Regions from separate parts of the Gossypium raimondii genome. Here region 2 is linked to region 1. Evidence: chromatin contacts called from public Hi-C data. All regions are on one chromosome and are shown on one strand. The core of a region is the stretch at or near the end of the contact, and the rest is flanking DNA. Distances in the headings are between cores, read along the strand shown.

Region 1 (2,949 bases), core at 69-2,568:
CAAGCAACGAAGATTTTTAAAAGAGAGGGGAGTATATTATGATGAAACAACATAAAGTTTCTCAAAGAAGAATATTCCTAACGTATTGGAGAGTTTAATGGAACATTTTCCATTGACAAAGACGAGTTCCAAGTCCTGGCTTCAAAACCAACCAACCAATCAACCAGGATGGGGTCGAAAAGGAGGCAAAGAGATTTACCTCCTATTTGTGGAACTGAAACGAACATTGGACCCATAAACACTTTCTACATAAGTTCAACGTGAATCAAGATAATATAGCGAGGTAAACATAGCAGTACTTATTAAAACAAAAACTGATGAATCAACAATACATATAGGTAACCAATATAATGAAGAAAAATAATAAGAACCATTGGCAATTACCTGGGTTTTGAGAGAGTGGATTGTCCATGACAAGATCAGGGGATTTACTTCTTCCATCCTTTGGAACATGTGGATCCACTAGCAGCCACCTTCTCAACCCAGCATATCTAAATTACAATAAAACCAGAGATTTGAGGCCATAACTGTTGGTTTTAACTCCAAGAAAAATGAAAAACGAAAAAAAAAAAACAACTCAATTGCAATTTAATGAGCAAAATTTAGAACTACTTTGAACAAGAAAAAAAAGTTATAGGAATAGGAAAAAAGAAAGACAGTTGTCTTCTCTCTTTTTGGGGGGTAAATTTTAACCTAGAATCAGCTAGAGTGTTGTACAAAAAAATCAAAATAGGAGTTAAAAAGAAGTTCCGGATTTGAAATTAAATAATAATAATAAATCTGGTAATCTTTACAAGGAAAGAAAACCAAAAATACATCAAATACTAGAATTTTTATCAAGGAAAAAAAATCACCTTCGGCGAGAATCAGCAGTTACCCTGCGAAGATCATCAACTGAAGAAGAAGAAGGCAAAATACCGAGACTAATACGCCATCGGACGCTTCTCAGAGAAGCAAAGCTACCCGAAACAACAGGGGACGACGAAGGCGCTTCTTCCTTTACAATCTCTTTGCTCATGTTCTTTTTCGTAAACAACCCAAAGTTCCCAAACACTTGACTTTATAAATGACTTTTTTTTTCCTTCTAAGAAACGAAACAAAAAAATAATCTAATAAAAAACACAAAAGAGAATAGAGTTACGTTTGGGATTCGATCTAAAATTATTGGCAGAAGCAAGAAAGAGAGAGAAAGGGGAGGAGTTGTTGTGTTTATCTTTTACCAAAATTCCTAGCTTCCATTTTCTTTCTCTCTCTCTCTCTCTCCCTTTTTCTTGATAAATGGTTGAAAAACAAAATACAGAAATTTAATAGGAAATTACAACTTCCTTTTTACTTTTCTACTTGTCTGCAAGCACAAAAAACCAAAAGAAAAAACCTCTCATTCTATTTATTAATACTATAAAACTAACAGCAGCCACCATATCTGCATAAGCTATTATGTTGACCTGTTTTTTTCATTTTATATTATCATTTAAGTTAACATATATAAATAATTCATGTTATATAAATTTTAAATATTTATATCTATACTATTTATTTATAAGTTTCGAGTTGGGTACATCACCCATCAATCAAGTTTAGGTGTTTTTAGATGGACGGTACATTTATCTGTAATTAATGTAAAATAGTAATGGCAGTAATATTAGATGTTGTAGTAATATTATATCGTAAGACAAAAAGAAAGTTAAATACACCACACTAGAATAAAACGCTAATCTAAGAAGGAAAATTATTTTAATATTTTTTACTTAAAATAATTTATGTTATTTGAGGATTTTTAATTTTTTAATTTTAAAAATTAATAAAAATACACATCTGAGGATTTGAATTCAAGTAAGTTGGATTAGCAAAACCTAAAATTTACAACTCAACTAAAGTTTTCTTTTAATAGTTTCATTCATTTGAATTTTATTACGCATATTTTATTACCTCAATCAATTGTATATATTATATTAATAATATTGTTGATTAAAATGATGTCACAAATTAACTCGACACCAACTTAGAATTGATGACAACACATTGATAAATAATTGTATTCATTTATTAATCTTAATATAATGTATTCATGTGTTTAAATAAATTTTGTTTTACTTACAATTTAATTTATTTTTATTTTAATATCGTATATATTTCATGTGTTATTCTTAATTAGTCTCAAATCATACATTTCATTGTTTATTGTATGGTATTTTTAAACACATGTATGCATTCTAAATACGTGGTTTTCACATGTATATGTACAAGGATGGATCTTGGGGGCAGTCGCCCCCTTGGAATTTTCATATTTTTTAATTTTACATTTAAATTATCATGTATTTTAATTTGGTATCCACATTGTATAACATTCGCCCCCTAAAGCCATAAGGTTATATTTTATATTAACAAAGTATTTTTCAGTTTTTAATTATATAACTTTAATAATAATAATTAAACATTAATGTATGATGGGCCTTAAAAGACTAAATTTAGAAGCTCAATATGGGCTTTAAAGTCAAATTACAGAATTAATTGATTTGGCCCATACCCATACAAATTAGGTTAATGACTTTTTTGCATTTCGATTTGTATGTCTTGCTAAGAAATTATCTTCCTCTGGTAAGGTGTCGACACTATCAAGAGAAAAAGAAAAAAATTTGATGCCGAGACTGAGAGCACAAAGTAAAAAATATATACAAATTATCTTCCTCTCGGCTCCTTACGCAAAAGAACTCTTATTAGGAAATGTGTTCATAATGTAGTAAACATGTAATTGTTTTCTATTTATTTGAACGATGAATAAATAAATTTCACATTTCACTGTTTTGTCTTTTATATTTCTTTCTTTCATATTTTGTATGCATAGCGAAATTGTAACAATAAAATATTAGCTCATTGATTGTCTAAATTTAAACTGATGATAAATGACATTGTAAGAATGTTTACATTACAAGAAAGACAACTTACTTC
Region 2 (2,700 bases), core at 4-2,503, 160 kb after region 1:
TTCTTAATTTAAGGTCCCAATAGTTCAAAATAATTTTGGATTCCGAATATCATATTTAAATATTATTTTCATCATAAAAGTATCGAGAATTGACCAAATTAACATTTTATGTCACCATTACCATTTTACCCTTTTTTGCATTTTCTAGCAATTTCTTCTGTAGATTTGATACTTGGACCGATTCAAGTTCATAAATCATACTAAATCTTTAATAGAATTCCATGAGTGATAAAGTTTTCACTTCTTGCACTTCTTTTTTTGTAAAATAGGAAAATTACAATTTAGTCCCTATACTTCTCAAATTTTACAATTTAGTCCCAAAAGTGATCTTCATAAAAATCACATTCCAATCCATTTCATGTCAAACAATCTATAATAATTAATATTTTTCATTTTAGATAATTTTGCATTTTAGTCCTCATACTTTTTAAAATTTACGATTTGGTACTTTTTGTCATATTTTCACCTTTACGACTCTTTTCAATAATCCCTTCTCCAATATCAATTTTCTTTCATAAAATTTCTTATCTAAGTCACTCCACAAATTTTCTTATAATTTCCTAGATAATTGAGCTCAAAATTATGTCATGTGTCATATAAAATTTTTACTGCGTTACATTCTCTAAAACCCGCATTGATTAAGAGAAGATATAATATTCTTTTCTTGTGGATGCAATAACCTTTAGGTATCATATTAATCGACAATTCATGGAAATTTGACATGCATCTAATGATAGTTGTTATAACCTTCTATAAATAACACATAACTATACCATATAATAAGATAAGATAAGATAAATACTTAAATAAAATAATGATTATTTAATATTTAAAAAAATATAATTAGTGCTATTCAATAAACTCAACAATTAAATATTTAAAAATAAGTGTTAAACATTTAATAATGAATTTAAGTTATAAGATTTATTTGACATATTACTTAAAATTAATTACTGAAATATAATTAAATTATTTGATAAATACATATTTTAAATTATAAAAAAACTTCTATATTTTATCTTTAATATTTAAATATTTCACCTTACTATAAATAAAAATTAAATCTTAAACATTAAATTTTTATAAAATAATATAATATCAAAATAAATAAAATAAAATAATTAATTAAAAATATCCTACATTAAATGATAAATAATTATTAAATCATAAATATTAATTTTCAATACATTTAAATTTTTCAATGAATTGTCATACTAGGCCATACTATATGATTTTCTAATTATTATTTATTAAAAAATTACTATTATCCGGAGAGGAGAGTTTTCTTAGTTAATGACTTCCCGTCGTTCTCAGCATATTTGATTCGACTGTGAGTTTCTCTTCTTTCTGTCCCCCCCTTCCACCCCCCCCCCCTTTTTTTTTTCTGGTAACTCTCTTTCTCTCTTTATAATTTAACGCTCTGCTTTTTTAACATTATTCTTTTTTTTAATGTTCATTTCGCAATATTTTAGATCTCGGAGTTTTCTTTTATTCTGATTTATGCCATTTCTTTCTTGATACTTATCTCTCTCAATTTATTAATTCAGTGGTGGAGTTTTTCTAAATAGTTAATTTTTTTTATACTCGGTAGTCGGGACTGATAACTGCAATTGCTGAAGTTTAGTATGGATTCCTCGGCTTCGCTGTTCAACAAGCTCAAGGTGATGGTTCCCACTTTATTATTCATTATTATTTTTTCTTTATAACCCGAGCTAGTAGTTTCTGTTCAATAATTATATGAATAAATGTTGAATCTCAGGGTGCGGATCCATTTTTCTTGTTAGCGGGACCCAATGTGATTGAATCTGAAGATCACATTCTAAGGATGGCTGGCTACATCAAGACTATCACTACCAAGCATGAATTTCTTTGTTCTTCGCCCCCCCCCCCCCGCCTTTTTTTTTTGGAATCACTTGTGCAAAACTACTTGAGATTGATCATAGTAGAACATGTACAAAGCTATTTTTTTTTTTTTTGATATCTGAATTATATCTGCGCTTTTTGTATTTTTGTAGACTTGGGTTGCCTTTGGTTTTCAAATCAAGCTTTGATAAAGCTAACCGAACATCATCAAAATCATTTCGGGGTCCTGGAATGGCTGAAGGCTTGAAGGTTCTTTTCTTTAGTTTCTTTACTTTCTTACATATCATGACTGCTTTCCTTACATTGCATGCTACATGGTTGCTTAACATGGATCTGTAGAGCTTTTTTTTTAATTTTTTTATTGAGCTTAGGACGTATTTCTACATATGGTAGAGTTTGGCTTTTCTTACTGTTCTTTACAATTCTGAAATTGCAAGTACATTGTCTAAGGTCAATTTAAAATTTGTGCAACTTTATCTTGGATATATTTACTTACATTAATATTTCAATTTATTTTTGGGTTGCAGATCCTTGAGAAAGTTAAAGTAGCATATGACATTCCTATTGTAACTGATGTCCATGAAACTATTCAGGTATGAGTAAACCTTCGAGGTCATCTATCTATACACAAACTTTATCATTTATTTTAAGTCTATGTTCATGTATTCATTTTGGAATTTTTGTGAATGTGATTTCTTTGGATTATGTCATTTCAAATGTATTTTGTTTAAAAAATCATCTATGCATCTGCTGATGTACTTTTTATATTACCATGCATTGCTTGTGCCATTGATGAGAAGTAATGTGGCCAATGCACTATCCTACTCTCTTAATAGG

What was found. Hi-C and Micro-C count contacts between places; a contact is called where the count stands out from the background.
Region 2: a Hi-C map of leaf shows a contact between it and region 1, with 4 times the contacts expected there. The contact joins the promoter of LOC105790886 here to the promoter of LOC105790885 in region 1. A contact is called at or near these places in 2 of 2 Hi-C or Micro-C datasets (both in leaf).

What each region holds. Positions count from the first base shown.
Region 1 is chr8:14,634,814-14,637,762 of ASM2569854v1, forward strand. It overlaps LOC105790885, which reads right to left and starts at 1,319. Exons shown (of 6, transcript XM_052634526.1): 1 at 855-1,319; 2 at 385-491; 3 at 83-214. The coding sequence starts at 1,018.
Region 2 is chr8:14,791,771-14,794,470 of ASM2569854v1, forward strand. It overlaps LOC105790886 (2-dehydro-3-deoxyphosphooctonate aldolase), which reads left to right and starts at 1,254. Exons shown (of 15, transcript XM_012618691.2): 1 at 1,254-1,330; 2 at 1,592-1,661; 3 at 1,760-1,857; 4 at 2,016-2,112; 5 at 2,391-2,456. The coding sequence starts at 1,626.